Linked DNA regions of Gossypium hirsutum: region 1 is linked to region 2. A link is a contact called in public Hi-C data. All regions are on one chromosome and are shown on one strand. The core of a region is the stretch at or near the end of the contact, and the rest is flanking DNA. Distances in the headings are between cores, read along the strand shown.

Region 1 (3,904 bases), core at 222-2,721, 48 kb after region 2:
TCACAATCCCTATAAAACAAGCACTATATAAGCTAAATACAACATAATAATAATTAACAACATAAACTAGGATTCTTGGCAGATAAGTCTTTAGTGATTCAATCTAATCCAACTTCATTGATTCAAAGGATTAAATAAGGGTAATCTTATTCAATCCAATCACTAATATATGATTTTCAAGTGATATGATTTTCCATAACGGGCTAGATATCGTCTATATAATCATCATAGCCCAAACAATCAGTTCAATAAATTGCCAACAGGAAACTGTCTCCATATAGATTTGGTGGGTAGGGGAATGAGCACTCCCCCTAACACCAAATTTTAGTTTCGTATTTTTCAACAGATAATGATATTAGTGAAGTATAATTAAAAACAAATTTCGATGTATATAATTATATAAAAACAAAATTTATTTTACAATGGACATTTAATATCGTGAAGCATAATTTTAAAATTTATCTCTAAAAATATATACATATTAACTTCCAATGTTTTTTAATATTTTTTTATATTCACCAATTGAATTCATTTATAACTTTTTTTCTTTTATATTAGTATTTATATAAAACTATATTTTATATTAATTGTCAAGGATTTATGATACATGTTTGCCATAGTCGTGATAATAAAAAATTTGCTACAGTTTTTTGGATTTTTTTTCTCTAAAATATTAAAAAAGAAGAAGAGAGATTTGCTCACTTTTTTGATATTCTTTTTAAAAAAATATCATCGTCAACAGGAGTCATCGGTTTTCGATCTTTGGTTTGTAAAACATTTTACCGTAGAAGCCATTTTTAGTGCAGAAGCACGAATCTAGAAAATATTTTAAGAAATATTGGTATTGAGTTTTTAAAAAGTTAAAATATAAAATTATTATGTTTTAATTTATTATTTCATTATATTTTGAGAAAATATTCTATAAATTTATTTTCATCTTGAGAGACAGCATAATATTATCATATATATAAATTTATAATTTAATAAATTTTAAGAGGTTAAAATATAATTTTTTATTTTTAGAAGTCAAGACCATAACTTACCCTTTAGATTCTCTCTTGAGGTGAAGCAAAACAAAAATAACTTTCGAGAAATTAATTATTTTTTATATTTTGGCTACATATTAACTCGATTGATATTAATATAATTATTAATATGGGAGATGGGAAAATGTGATTCCAAAAAATACATTTATTTTTTCGTTTAGTGTTGAGGAGAGGCTAATAGTTCTGATAGTGTATAAGAAAATAAAATAGATATTTAAAAAAATATTATATTTAGAACAGTTTTCACCACGTCAAAAGAAAAAGAGCAAAGTGAATGGAAAAAGGCCAAAAGCAAAAGCATAAAAAGAAATGAAATTAGGATTTGAGATTGACTGAAATTCATCAAACAAACACACACACACCTGTGAAGTGTGAATACAGCCAAGCAATGACTGTTTTTGGTTTTACACAAATTAGCTCAGCTGGCTGCCCTTTCTTTTTCACTACTCATCCTTTTCTGCATAATAAGAACAGCCTGTAGACCAAACCCATTTGCTTTGCACCTCCCACCATTTTTGGATTTTTCAATCTATTTCCAAAATTTTACTTAATAAGTTATTACAAAAAATAAATTACTTTAATAAACATTCAATTTTTTAGGGTTTAGCAGTCGATAGGTTTGAGGGTGGGCCCATTATGGGTGAATTGCCAAATTAATGGAGCAGAAAACTTGAAATGTGTGAAGCTTTGCCCAACAGCTGTTTTTTTTGGATACACATTTATTTATGTCCCTTATCTGCTTCAATAATTTTCAACGGATAGTGGGATTCAATAATTATTACATGTCTACAAATTTGTTTTATAATTGAAGTTAATGTTAAGATTTACGTTTCAGTTTATGACTTTTTTGCATTAATAAAATATTGACCTAATAAGATTCTGCTAAATATTAATTTTAACTACCATATTAATTAATATATAATTAATGCTACTTTTATTATTATATTAATAAATTAATTTTAATATCAATTTAGTAATCTAATTAATAATAAAAGATATTATTATCAGTTTAAAAATTTCTCCAAAATGATGCTTTTATATGTATTATAGATACTCAATAATTTTCTATTAAAAACAATAAAAATCTATTAGTTATACAAAACATTTCATTTCTTATTAAATAAAACTATAAATTGCTTTAGAATTCTAATATAATCTTTATGTTAAACATAATTTAATTTTCAATTAATATATCTAATTTTTTGTTAAATTAAAAGCAGTCATATTGTAATTACAAAGAATAGATCTAAATAACTATAAGTAGAATTAATCATTATAATACATTATTAAAATGATAAGAAAAATATATCTAAACCTAAATCAGAATGAACCTATACTTGACCGAAATATGATGGGATATAAACCAGAATAAATACTTGAATATTACACCCTAATATTCTAAGGGCCTTAACTTATCCATTAACTTATGATTTCATTAGTTATAAGTTTATTTAATTTTTTTTATGTAAGTACATGTTAATTACTTAAATTTTAATTATATACAATAAGTTTATAATGATTTTTTTATGTTTTATCAATTTATTTTTCATTAAAACCTTCAAAATGATGGCAACTAATTAATTAGTTACCATTAAATTTTAATTATAAATAATAATAACGGTATAGTTGTTATTATATTTGAAATTTGTTCAGAAAGTAGATTTTAAGAGAGCTTATGAGGGCATTCTTAAAATCATAAGTATAAATGTATTTTACTCTAAACCCAATGGGAAGTGTCAGTAGGCACTGTAGAAATCATAGGTGTAAGTGCATTTTGTACTAAACCTAAGAAAAGTAAGAGTATTTTACACTAAAATGTTAGGAGGTGTCTTTTACGGGTAACTGCTCTTGATGTGATGTTTATTTTACTGATAAGATCACTTAAATTATATTTAAACCTTTATTCTCCAAAATTAAATTGAACTCAGAATAAATTTAAAATTTTTTTGCATTTAATTTCATTATTTTAGCCAAAACATTATTTATTTTTATATCAATTTTTAAAAGTATATTTACATATTATTTTTTCTACTCATGTCATAAGTGTCTCACAAAGCAATATATAAAAAATTTCGTTTCGCCGATTACCTACCAAAAGATGCTAGTTTACACCTATTTATTTATGAATAGTCAAACTATTAAATACCTTAGAAATTACTTTAAAAAATTACCTTACAAATTTCTTGTAAAGTGTACAACCATGTTTCAAGATTTGTTAACGTATCTTTGGTTAAAGAAAAGGAAGAATTACGAATAAACTCTTGGTTTAGGTGGAATTTAAGTTTGAATTCTAAAGAAATATTTATTGTCTTACTCATAATTCACTTAATTAACATGTTATTATTATTAATTAATTTTGTACATAAATGTTACCAATTTGATATTATATTGAATATTTTATGTAGATGCAATATATGTCTAAATTGTTAGAATACGAATTGAAACGTAAATTTAAAGTAAAATTAAGAAGTGAGGTTCAAAACTTTTAGATTTTAAGATTATTTTATTTTTATTATAAACAAGAATAATAGATCAAAGATGGATATGTGAATATGAAGATTTCTATTGCATTCTCTTATTTTTCATCATCATTACAAGTAGTATACTCCTATATATATAGGGAGATTAGACTCTTCATTTTCTAATACATAAATAAGAAAGTGGTTACAAGAAAATGGAAGGTGAAAGGTTAAGGAAGATGAAAGATTAAGGGAGATGAAAGGTGAAAGGTTGAATATCCACTTAATAGCATTCATAACACTCCCTCTTGGATGTTTATTGTATAAAGGATATGCCTCATTAAATACTTTACTAGGAAAAACCTTATGGGACAAAAACTTAGTGAAGGAAAAAAGAGT
Region 2 (3,673 bases), core at 1,134-3,633:
CATCAAACTCGAGGGCTGCTAATGATCATCTAAGAACCAGACAAGAGCTATGACTGCAATTCCATATGATAGTCAATGCATGAAAATCGACCCTTCAAACTCGAGGGCTTTAATGGTCTACAAGTGAACTGAACACGAGCAACGAATGTAATACTATACGATAATCGATATATGAAAATCGGCCCTTCAAACTCGAGGGCTTCAAATGATCTACAAGTGAAGCGACCATATTTGGTCTTTAAATCAATAAACAAATAACGAATGCCTGACTCTACTCAAATAACCCATAAATTTGCCTCCCAAGGGCATCCCGCAATTTCTAATGACTCAATGGTGTCATAGATGCCGCTTTGTACTCGGAAAAACTCCGAGCACTTGTACTACTATCTTGCACATAGAACATTAAGCAGCACATGACATAACATGAGATCGACGAAGTACTGGTGGCCAATCTCACCATCTCTCCACTTCATCTTTAGGGGAGCCCTCCCATAATGAACACCATCATTGCACCTGTTATCGAAATGCCATGAAAATGTCATATCGAAGTTATCAATGACACTAGAAACCAGCCCGGCTCGTCTCAATTTCTCTAAAAATACTCCATTGAATGCCTCCATCTTATTAGGATTAAATGCCAGTAATCTCGCATACCCACCGGTTGCGATCGTGGACCGGAAAATGATTTGTGGCACTACTAACCCTCTCCGCCTCACCGATTCCATAATGTCTTTCCAGAATGATGCTGCATACTCTGCCCCACGAGAAAATGCTCGAATATTCGACCAGTGAACACCATCATGCAAGCCAGAGTTCATGATGATAGTATCTGGGACTGAATCCTCCGAGAAGTACTTCTTTAATAAATTCCGGAACCCTTCATCTTTCAAAGAATCCAAACCTAAATAATTCTGTGTTCCATTCCAATGACCATTGAAAATGCTAGTGATCCGAACCATCTGAGACCGATCTTTCGGGTTCGAAAAGTTCATATCAAACCTTCTCGGTACCGATTTGATCTCGGGCAACCCTAACACAAAATTAAGCATATTCCTAATGGTATCCACATGATTGGAATCACCCCAGAAGAAAATCCACCTATTCTTCAAACAATCCCAACCGGAATCAACCGTAAACAACCGGAACGAACAATGGCTCGAATACACCCATCCATTACTCTCTAAAACCCCTAAGGAACCATTGCACCACGGATTCCGACATGGAAAATCCGGTGCCAGGCATCGATACCGACCGTCGTTACTAATCCGACAACCATCATTCTTACCATGTCTAGTCCATCTACCAGACCAAACATCTCTATTGAAATCAGATTTTTGACAAATTTGCAATTCAGGCAATTGAGTTTTAGTCCTAAAGAACCTAATCTTCATATGGCGCAATTGTTTATCATATGCAAATCTTGCAGGTGAAAATTTAAGACCTTGGAAATGTCTAAAAAGCAAAATAATAGTGAGATTATAGTCACCGGCAAAATCAGGATGAACTTGAAGTGAAACTGAGTAAGTACCATTCCCAAAATCTTTCACCAAAGGCCTTGATTTCCATGAATCTCCTGAAAGATCAAATTCAAAGTAATCCCCACCTAAACAACGACCATTCCCAGATTCATCCACTGCTTGAAACATGAAATAATGGAGTTCACCAGCTGATAACTCCACTAAATCATCCTTATCCAAGCCAGGAATCTTGATTTCCACTGTTTTAGAGTCCTTACAAGGCTCCCCTCCTTCAGCCAGCCACCTACTCAACAGATTTGCAGTGAAGTTGTTCTCAAGCTCAGCTGAAACCCAGTTCAAGCTTGATTTTTTGGTTTCAAGGGAAGAATTAACATTCAAAAAGGGGAAATGGGTAGTGTTTAAAGTTGGATTTAAGGTAATATTTCGAAGAGAATGTGAAAAATTTTGGTGGGTTTGATTGATATTAGCAAAGGAGTTAACTTTCAGGGTGATGTAATCTTGTTTAAACTGCCACGATTGGACGAAGGTTTTGATGGTGCAGCCATCTATGCTCCAAACCACCACCATACCAACCAGAACCAAAGCTGTTAACAAACCAAGACGCCATTGATGAACTGGAACAAAGCTCCCTCCTTTCTCCGGCATCTTTAGAGAAAAAAAAACAAACAAAAGAAACCCTTTTTTCTTTTTACCACCAAGGAAGAACGATGAAATCTGTTTTTTTTTATTCAAAAAAAGACAACCAAGAAAGACTATAATTTGACGACAAAGCACATTCCAATAAAAGTTTTGATTTTATCAATGAAAATAAATTGGAAAAAAACGAGGGAAACAACTGTAAATTTGTTATTTTCTTACCGAATATGCTCCAAAATAGATGGCTTATGAAATCAAAGAAAATTCTTCCCTTGTTTCTCTTTTAAGTGTATACGTGTATATATAGTATTAACTCATTTATATTATAAAATTAGCGTCCTACATTAACAATAACTTTTTAAGACCAGTTTGGTTTTATTAGGATTCTCCCATGTCATGGTGAAAAAAAAACCTTTTTTTTTATAAAAAATATATATTGATTTATACCATTATAATTAAATTTAATATAATAAGTTAAGTTGATATAATACAATTTAAATTAAATTTATAAAAATAACTTTAAAAAGGATTTTAGTCTTCTAAACCTCAATAAATAAGTACTAAAATATACTTATTCTTTGAAAAATAGTTTTTCATTTAGTGTCATCAATTTGTATCTATGTTTATATAAATTGGCTGATTGAGTTAGTATCACAAGTAAACTTAACACTAATTTAGTTGTAAAATCATTTAAATACTTTGATTTAAATGAAAAATTTTTTCATTTAGGCCCTTTACAATTTATTAAATTTTAAATTAGTAATGGTAAAATTATACTTTGGCTTCCAAAAAATAATAAAAATTTGATTGAATTCTTTAAAAATTATAAAGATATAAACTATTAAAAATTATAAAGATATAAATTATTAAAAATTATACTTTGCCACTGATAATTAATATTATTATAAAAGTACTTTTAAATTTTAATATTTTTTATAATATTTCAAATAAAATAATAATAAAAAATTGATTTGAGAATCAATCACAATGCTAATAAATTCAAATAGAAATCTCCTACTACTACACTAATAATCATTTGTTGAAATAATTTTATAAGTATATTTTTTTAATATTTTTAATAGTTGTAGTTTAAGAATTAACAGCATACACTACTTGAAAAAAGGAATTAAAAAATAAAAATAAGATTATATTTTTTATAAATTATTGATGATAAAACATATCATTTTCCATTAAAATATGTCAAACATTTCTTAGGAAATAAACATAAGTTATTACTGCTTTTTATAGTCAATATTAAGAGTGAGTTTTTTTATACATGATATATAAAAAATTTCAATTTTCATAATTGATGTAAAAAATTCAAAATTTCCAAGTATGTTTGTATATATTTAAAAAATATATATATTTTAAGTTTTATTTTTTTAAAATTTCATGAAAAACATATTTTTTTAACGTGAAAAATAATTTTTCATTTCAAAAAGTTGTTTTTTTTTCTTTCTGAAAATAATCTTTAAAGAAAATTTACGAAAGAGAAATACCGGAAAAGCAAATCTTAATGAAATCAACTGAATTTTCAGAAAGGGATGATAACTTTTGCA

The links. A called contact is a pair of places that touch in the nucleus more often than the background predicts.
Region 1: a Hi-C map of leaf shows a contact between it and region 2, with 1.8 times the contacts expected there. The contact joins the enhancer-like site here to the promoter of LOC107891973 in region 2. A contact is called at or near these places in 7 of 34 Hi-C or Micro-C datasets (callus, fibers, leaf and 1 more).

The regions. Positions count from the first base shown.
Region 1 is chrD09:28,462,995-28,466,898 of Gossypium_hirsutum_v2.1, forward strand. No RefSeq gene overlaps it. Among protein-coding and RNA genes, the nearest start is that of LOC107891971, 42 kb to the right of the region's middle. Within about 2 kb of position 1,472, at least 2 of the 9 cell types and tissues checked have an H3K27ac peak or open chromatin away from gene starts, as enhancers often do. A contact at or near this core is called in fibers and leaf, where this site is marked.
Region 2 is chrD09:28,414,085-28,417,757 of Gossypium_hirsutum_v2.1, forward strand. LOC107891973 reads right to left here and starts at 2,384. Exons shown (of 1, transcript XM_016816907.2): 1 at 51-2,384. The coding sequence starts at 2,123. The coding sequence ends at 384.